2 separate regions of the Mus musculus genome follow, and region 1 is linked to region 2. A link is a contact called in public HiChIP or PLAC-seq data. All regions are on one chromosome and are shown on one strand. Each heading gives the region's core, a stretch centred on a gene start, on an enhancer-like site or on the middle of the called end of the contact. The rest is flanking DNA. Distances are from core to core; before and after follow the strand shown. Region 1 holds the start of 4930529L06Rik (RIKEN cDNA 4930529L06 gene). Region 2 has its middle 26 kb from the start of Gm32073.

Region 1 (4,650 bases), core at 2,108-4,607, 96 kb before region 2:
TAGCCAGAAGTGTTTAAAAAATGTTTATCTTCTACTAAATAGTCTACTTTCAAAGTTCTTTAGAATGTGAAATACTTCAGTGAACAGTAGGAAGTGGCAAAAGTAATAAAATGATATATACTTGCGGTTTGGAAAAAATCTCTTTATACACACACACACACACACACACACACACACACACTTATTCACTTTCCATTCCTCTCATTCCCACAATTCTTCCCCCAGGCCCCCTCTTCTCCTCTGAGCAGGTGTGGTCCCCTGTTATATACCCCCACCCTGGTACATTAAGTCTCTTCGAGGCTAGTCCCATCCTCTTACACTGAGATCAGACAAATAAAATCTCTATTTTAAAACAAACACTTTATTGTTGTGTGATTGTGAATGTATCATGTGTGGATGTACAGATGTCATGGTAATGTGGAAGTCAGAGAGCTTTCAGAAATACATTCTCTCTCTCTCAATGTGCGACCTAGGGATCAGATTCAGGCCAGCAAGCTTGCCTAGCAAGCATTTCATCAATGGCCATCCCTCCATTTCTATCTTTTTTGACTTGACACACTGCCTATAGAAACAATATGCATATCTTAGTAAGTATTGATTAAAACATAACAGACTTGGTTTTAGTGCTTTGAAATTTGATGTGAAATATAAGAAATGAAACTGTAGAAGGTAGCTCACCCTACCCTGACACAGTGGCAACAATCTACCCAAATTGCTGGTATTTAAAAAGGAATACAAGCAGTGCCCTGAGGGTGGTTTTTTTTTGTGTGTATGTGTTTCACACTGTGTCACAGTAACGAGAAGAATGTTGGTCATATTTCCTGTAATGTCCCAAGACTGAATGTGACATATTTAACTTTAGAGACAGTACAGGCTGAGAATAGGCAGCCAACGTGTTTTCTGTGCTAAGGAATGGGAGGTTGCTTTAGACTCTGAGACACGCTTCAGAGAGCAGTGTGGGTGGGGGAGTTTTCTCACAAAGAATTATCCACTTACAATGTGCTCAGATTTTTTTTTTTTTAAATCGAGACAGTCCCTTGATTTTAATGACACATGGGATTTCACATTGTCTTTGGTCTACTCAAAGTTTCTACCTTGCATCTCTTATGCTTTTAGCCTGAACTGTATCATGCCATAAACTCAAACATTTATGGGATCAATTACAAAATGACTTAAAAATACAGTAGAAAAGTTGCTTTGGTGACAAGCCCTTTTGGTGAGATTTGAAGATTTCATATTTCATGTAGTAGTAGTCACAGGAAGAAAAGATTTCCTACGTGAAGAAACTAGACCCACTATAGAATACTTGCAAATTTTTGGGTGTGTGCATTAAAACTTCTCTATTGGGAAATGAGTAGCTACAGATTAGTGTTTGACATGGACTGAGGCCTAGCCAGATGTCTCAGTGGGTGAAGGCACATGTCACACAAACCTGGTGCTTGAGTTTGGTCCCTGGCATCCCCATCAGTGTGGAAAAAGACAACCATTCTCAGTTGTTCTCTGACTGCCACATGTGTGCTCTGGCTCCCCCTCCATCACCATGAGCTCCTTTAGACATAATAAATAAAAAAAATTAAAGGTAAATTAATTAATTGAAGTGACTTTCCCTTAGGTAGCTTAAAATCCAAGCATAGAAAAGCTACATTCACTTTAGTGAACATTTAGAAGGCAGCACAAGGAACAAGAACCATCAAAGGAATAATTAGTTATAATGCATTGATTCACATCACACAGAAATCAAGCACAGCCTCCTAGACCATAGGATTAAACACATCTTATTTTTGGATCCCTTTCACAGCCTGTTAACATTGAAAACACAGGTTTAGATCATGGTCCTCTCTAAATAATCCTTCAAAATGTATTTAGTATGAAACAAGAGTTGTTAGATACAAATTTAAATTAGAGAGCCGAGTTATTTTAGCTGAGACAGTCAGATATTGTAAGCAATCGCTTTGTACAGACTTTCTTCCTGAAATAATAGACAGAAAAGTGTTTCTGTCATAATGGGCATTATTTCTTCACTTAAAATATTTACTTTACAAAAGGTCATTTGAACTTACTCATAAGTGGAATTTTACAATGTACCATCTCACTAGCAAGCATGAGTCAACATGGATTGTTACAGACTTTGGAGAGTGAGTTGACTCTGTGCAAACCGAAATACACGTGGTCATGAATACACCCTGCTCCCCACTTTAAAAAAAACCCAGAAAACAAAACAAAAGCCGTGTCTAGACACAGTTACTTATTGAGTTTCTGTTTGATGTTTTAATTCCTGGAATGTAGTCCGGACATCGACCATATCTGTTGGACTACCATGAGCCTCCCACACTTCCAGGAACTTTCCTTAAGTTTTCATTTAAGTCTCAGAAAAAAGAAAAGGACAGACGACAAGAAAGACCATTACTCTCATGTTCTAGAGAAAGAGAAATGAGGTATCCGAGGGAGGGAAATGACACCTCTGTGTCACATATTGGAAGAGGCAGCACTGACTTTTTCTGAGGCATGGTTCTGTTTCTGCACTGGTTGCCTACACATGTCTAGGATAACTCCAGCTCTGCCCCCAGCATGGCCAACTTTCAGTTTTGACAAGAGAGGGGATTCCTGGAATGTAGAGCTAACTTAAAACAGTCCTGGGCAAAGTCACACTGGCTGGTCACTTTGAGTGTCTGTGTGTGGTAGTTTCAGAAGCCTCTGTTCCAGATATATCATCTGTACTGGTTAGGCCATTGTTCTTTCCAGGGAGGTGATATGCAGCTCTTCCTCTGGGGACTTGAGCTAGCTACCTAAAAGTCTATTCCAATCTTCAGCACAACTTCAGAACTCTGAGATCAAAATGTTCAAAGCGTGCTTCACCTTCCAAGACTGGTATCAAGCTCAAAGACTTGATATAAGATTTAGGCACACTCTTTGGGTCTAATGCTGGCAGTACCCCAGTCTTTGCCAGGTAAAAAGCTTCCATTATTATAGCCTGTCACTTTTCCATTCAGCCTAACTTTTTTCCTTAATGAGGCCTTTCACATTCTTTTTACCACTCCCCTCCCAAACTTTTTAAAAGGAGAATCATATGTTTCTTGATAGTAGAATATCTGCCTTTAGGAAATTATGAAAGGTAAGACCATGAAGTATAAATGTCTAGCTGGTTTTACTCTGAGCAAAAATATTTAATTTCTTGTTACATGTTTTCTTTAAAATATGGGCAATAATATTCCTTACCTTACAAGGTTATTGAAAGTATTGAATTATTTTATGTAACACACACACACAAGGATACCTGTCTCAATGAAAGTGCTAGGAGCCAGACGTGGTGCAAACCTCTAATCCCAGCACTTTAGGGGCTAAGGAAGGAAGATGACTATTTCAAGGGCAAATTGTGATGGTACAATAACTAAAGATTCTACAGTGGCACACATAGAATGTGGTGGTAACCAATGACTTTCCAATGGGTCTTAAGACCTACTCTACCAGAGGGAAACCATTCCTGGTGCTTCGCTACTCAGGGCTAATGAAGTCATAGATCTTGGAGTAGAGCCTACTACAACTGGCACTTTGCTAAATCAGTATAGTCCCCAACTATTTTCTAAATATTTGTCCTTATACACAAAGATAAGTGCAGCTCTCACCCATTGGCAAGAAAACTTATCTTTGCAACAGATAGAGACCACTACAGAAAACCATAACCAATCAAAATACAAAGTTATGGAGCCTAGTCCTAACTGATACAGCTGCAGTGTAACTCCTCCACCTGAGGCTCAGGGCTCATGGAAGAAGATGGGGTAACGAGGCTGTTAAGAGCCAGGGAAACAGGAATCCAGATATGAGGTGTATCTCTAGGGATGTTAGAAGCTACAGCCATGAACTCTCACCAACATGATTGCCTAAACATGAGTTACATGGAGGCAGTGACAGTAGACATGCTAATATGGATGGTGGAAAGCTCATTTAGGCACAGCCCTATGCAAAGAAATCCAAGCCACTAAGGGATGCTGAGAAGAGGAGAAATAGTTTCCCCAGGGATGAGCACACATTAGCTATCCAATATCAAATGATGAGCCCTGAAAACATACGTATGAGTTAACATTATACAGACCGAGCAGGTTATATTTAAGTATTTAGGAATATGTAGGTATATACATATATGCTTGTAACAACAATTAATGAAAAAAGAAGCCAGGAATTTGTAAGAGAGCAAGGATGGGGTAAATAGGGGGGATTTGAAGGGAAGAAAGAGAAAGGGAGAATGATCTAATTGTATGATAATCTCAAACACTAGAAGAAAATGAAATATAAACAAAAGTAAAACAGGAGGCACTAGCTCTGCCATCCCTGATTGTACACACTGCATTGTTCTCCCACAGGGTACCCAGGGGTGCAGCGGATGATGTGGCTGTGGCTCAAGGATTCTGGCTGAAGATGACGTTGATGTCAAGCTCACGAGTCTTGCTTTCCAGTGGTGCTGGAGGTTTCAGACACTTTCCCTAAGAGGCATGTTGTGTTTGTTCATGTTCTGATCTTGATGCACATGTTTGGCAAGTTCCCATCACTGTGGCAAAGATGCCTGAGGTAAGCAAGTAAAAAGAGAAAAGGAGTATTTTGGCACATGGTTGTAAGGAGCTCAGTCCCTGGTGCTTGGTCCTGATGCTGCAATGT
Region 2 (4,478 bases), core at 1,292-3,791:
AAAGAGCAAACATGGGCTGGACATCGGCTGCCTGCAATATTTAGCAAACGTGCATCTTGGTCTTCATGTGGGTTCCCGAACAACTAGTCAGGGCTGTCCCTGACTCTGTTGCCTGTGTGTAGATCCCATTCCCCTAAGTGGGCTGCCTTGTCTGGCCTCAGTGGGAGAGGACTCATCTATCCCTGCAGAGACTTGATGTGACAGGGTGGGGGTGACCCAGGGGGAACCTCCCTCTCCTCAGAGGAGAATTGGAGGGGTCATGGGGGGAGAGGCTGTGTGTCGGGGCCCCTGGAGGAGGGGGGTTTAATCAGATTGTAAAGTCGATAAATAAATTGATTAATGGAGAAACATCATTTGAGAGGAGGGGCAAATATCCAAATATTTTTTTTAAAGATTCATTTATTTTATTTATATGAGTACACTGTAGCTTTCTTCAGACACACCAGAAGAAGGCATCAGATCCCATTACAGATGGTTGTGAACCACCATGTGGTTGCTGGGAATTGAATTCAGGACCTCTGGAAGAGCAGTCGGTGCTCTTCACCACTGAGCCATCTCTCCAGCTCCCCGAACATCCAAATTTGTTGTCTGTCTCCTAGACTGCTTTGTTCCCTCACTGAAGTCATCTAGGAAGAGGCAGCATTTTCTTTTCAAATTACCCACACCTGATCTCTCTTCTGAAGTCCTTTAGCCAAGCAGATGATTTTTCTATTCTCCAGGGAAAATCCCTGCCCTTTTGCTTCTTGAATGTTTCCCCTCTCAGATTCATTTTTGCCCCTTTATGCTAGAAAACCCATAAACCAGAGACATAAAGAAAGTTTTGGTTTTCCACCCCACCCCGTGATACCCACATCCACAGGAAATAACTCAGAATGGACTAATTGGCTGCCGTGGCTGCACGGATGGCAAAGAGGAACTGGGAAACTCAGGGAAAAGCATCCACGCACATCTGAGTAACCTGCGGCAATGTTCATGCACTGCATTGCCTTACAACTTGGCAGAGTTTAAAAACAAATGTTTCTGCTCATTTCGGTCTGGACGCTCTCCTCCAGGAGAGTTCCTGGTTCAGTTTCATTCGGGTACCTTCTTCATTCTCATTGAGGAAAAAAAAATCCTCTATATACATTCTTTGAGCTCAACTGATGAAAATTCAGATTCCTTGAGAGAAACGTCAGTGTCGTCGTAATTCTGAAATCTCAGCATCTGAAGCATCTGAAGATGCTCACGTGGGCCTTGCAGCTCAGTTTTTTTACAAAAGAAATAGCCTCAATTTAGGTTTTTCATCCCTTGGAAGAGTACAGAAAATTCAATATTGATTCTTGCCCCGGGGTTTCTTGGTCACTCACCGAGGACATAAAAATCATTTTCAGGAGAAGTAGTGTAACACAGGCTATCTATCTTTACTTAAAATCTTATTTGATAGAAAATGTAACAGGCTTAGAAGATTTCCACTTTTAGTTAGTGCTTTCATGGGATAAAACTCTGATCCGTGCTGTGTAAAGTGAACCATATAGGAGGGCAAGTTCTGTTTGGCAGCAGATTTTCTAATCTAAACAATATTATATAGGTTTGCAGTTGCTTTGGTCCCCTGGGGAGCTTCACTACTGGATACTCTCTCCACACCGGGGTTAAGATTAGCATCCTGTAGAGATGCTGAGGATACATTCTAGCATCAACATTTTCAGTGACTCAACAGAATAGCTCCGGTTACATTCAGAATGTGAGTGAGCGGTGCTGTTTTTCTAAGTGTCCACAGATGTATTTGACACTGTTCTTTGGATGCAAAGCCTTTGAGGCACATGGAGGACTTCATAATTAAGAAAGACCTGCTAAAGAGGCTTGTGATAGAAGCACACGGGTATGAAGCACGTAAACAGGACTTCTTGATGGCCCCAGTGGCAGCTGAGACATTGTTTTTTTTTTTTTTTTTAAACAAAACAAAAACATTTTCAGAGTATACTGGAGCAGTTGATGTCTCTCAGCCATCTGGATCTCTGTGGGTAGTCACTGCATCGACACCATGTGACAAAGTGTCAGGGACAGGAAGCTGTGGTTTACTTCATTGTTTTCTGGTAAGAAAGTCTCAGAAGTCAGTAACTGCTTGAAAGTGTCTTTAAGTTGGAGATCCCACACAGACTATAATGAGAGGATCCAGGTATAAACGTGCCTGTGTGTGCGTGCGTGTGTGCTGTGTGCGTGCATGCGTGTGTGTGCGTGTATGCGTGTGTGTGTGTGTGTGTGTGTGTGTGTGTGCGCGCGCGTGTGCGTGTGCGTGTGCGTGTGCGTGTGTGTGTGTGTGTGTGGTGTGAGCGCGCACACACACCACACACAGAGTCTAGGAAGCATCCCAGGAATATCTGTAGGCCTACTTTTGTTTTTAGGGTTGATGAATCACAAAGTAGAACTAAGACTGTGAGCAATAAGAGTATTTCAAGCAGATGGAGATTTCGAAAGGTTAGGGTTTTTTTGTCTTTCCGTTTCCTTGCTGAATCAGACACATGACGTATTCAGTGAGGGAGATCACATGACCACAAGCCTCTGCCTGTGTCCGATCTGAGTGCTGCAGTTGGTTAGTCACTGAGGATTTCACAGCTCGAGTCCGAGGTGTCTAGGCTTTCAGAAACTCTAGAAAATTCCAGGGAAACAGAATTCTAACCTGTTTACTCTAGAGCGCCTCTCACAGGTGTCAGTTTGAATGACTGTATGGTAACCAAAATCATTGCTACATTTGAGCTAGAACTCTGTGACTGCAGGCCATCCCACAGACTAGTATTTAAAGTCAGAAGGACATAGTTCAAAGTGTGGTCACCAGCGTAAATTTGGACCTTGACACTGTCTGAATGTGGGTATCAATTTCCTAGGCCAACATAACTCTTTCTTCAAATTATTATTTTAAAAATTAATTGAGGAGCTAAATATAAAATTACTTGATGTAGATTTAAGATTCCATCAAGGTCATACTTCTAGTATCCCCACACATAATAAAACCTTTGGAGGCTAAAGAATCCTACATGAAATGAAGTGGTATGTATATTCATCTCAATTATGTAGTCCTCATATACTGGAAGTTATCTGTCAACTACTCATCCAATCTATTGTTTAGGAATTAACAACAAAATTTCTCTACATATTCAGTGGAAGTGTAATTAAGAAATGTCTTTGGGCTAAAAAGATGGCTTAGCAGTTGAAAGGACTGCTTTCTTACAGAGGACCTAGGCTCTATTCTCAGCACCCACAGGGCAGCTCACACTTATTTATAATTCCACTTCCAGAGGATCCCATGTCCTCTTCTGACCTACATGGGCAGCAGACATGCCAGTAGTTCACAGACATACATGCAGGCAAAATACCAATACATGTGAAATGAAATAATTATATATAATACAATATAATTAAAGTTTATAAAAATGTTTAATCTTTGGTTGACTATGTAGACAGAATCCTAGATATATTTAGAAAGTCCATTTTTCTACTACTTCAAAACCAACATAGAGATAAATTTGGGTTCATATTAATTTTTCCAGGTGTGTGTGCATGTTTGTGTGTGTGTATATGTGGGCGTGTTGTTGTGTGTGTTTGTGTGTATATGTGTGTTAGTGTGTGTATGTATGTGTTGTGTATGTTTATGTGTGTGTTTGTGTGTGTGTGTGTTTTTTCTTTTTCCAGTTTCTGAGATGCTCTGTAGAAATACAGAAGCTGTATTTGGCTGGGACCAGCAGCAGCCTAGCCTAATATTTGCCCCACCTGATTGTTGTTACCTGGTGTTTCTAGCAATGTTTTCTAGTTTTTGGCACTTCTTTTCTTCACATAGGAGGGATAGTTGATAACATTAGTATTTGGTTTTGATAGCCTTGGTCCAGTCATAAACTTTGAAATTTAGACATGATGTTGTCACTTACATACCAGTCACCCATTTAGTCCTGTATTCATGCCCATTTATCCATACAGGCAGATCAACTTTATCAATAGTTTTTCTTTTAAAAATAACTTTTTAAAGTTTTTAAGTTATTTTATTGTAAGTAGATCATTTCCTCCCTCTCTCTCCTCTAAGCTGACTCATATATCTCCTCTTCCTTACTCTCTTTCTAATTCATGGCCCTTAAAAAAAATTTATGGATTCTTTGTGAGTTTCACATCATGTACTCCAGTCCCCCTCATCTCTCCATCCCCTCATATGCACCTGTTGCCTTTACAACCTCTCTCATAAAATAACACACACAGACACACACACAGACACCCACACACACAGACACACACACACACACACACACACACAGACACACAGACACACAGACAGACAGACAGGCACACACACACACACACACACACACACACACACACACACACAGCATAGAAAACATCTCATTGTGGAAAGTGTAGTGTGTCCCACAGTGTATCCCTCTGTCCACACATCTTCACTTGCTCATGTTCCTTGCAATGAGTCATCGGTCTGGTTCAAGATCTCTGGCTTCCATGAC

Evidence for each region. HiChIP or PLAC-seq counts read pairs in DNA pulled down with a chosen protein or histone mark.
Region 1: a CTCF HiChIP or PLAC-seq map of CD8 T cells shows a contact between it and region 2, with 41 read pairs. The contact joins the promoter of 4930529L06Rik here to the enhancer-like site in region 2. A contact is called at or near these places in 2 of 15 datasets of contacts at CTCF or cohesin (CD8 T cells and large pre-B cells), 4 of 484 Hi-C or Micro-C datasets (LSK cells, Th1 cells, cortical neurons and 1 more) and 6 of 115 datasets of contacts at active chromatin or transcription factors (CD8 T cells, Th2 cells, bone marrow-derived macrophages and 2 more).

The regions. Positions count from the first base shown.
Region 1 is chr16:84,678,496-84,683,145 of GRCm38.p6, reverse strand. It overlaps 4930529L06Rik (RIKEN cDNA 4930529L06 gene), which reads right to left and starts at 3,357. Exons shown (of 3, transcript NR_040537.1): 1 at 3,275-3,357; 2 at 1,433-1,548.
Region 2 is chr16:84,581,619-84,586,096 of GRCm38.p6, reverse strand. No RefSeq gene overlaps it. Among named protein-coding and RNA genes, the nearest start is that of Gm32073, 26 kb to the right of the region's middle. Within about 2 kb of position 2,541, at least 134 of the 459 cell types and tissues checked have an H3K27ac peak or open chromatin away from gene starts, as enhancers often do. A contact at or near this core is called in CD8 T cells, LSK cells, Th1 cells and 3 more, where this site is marked.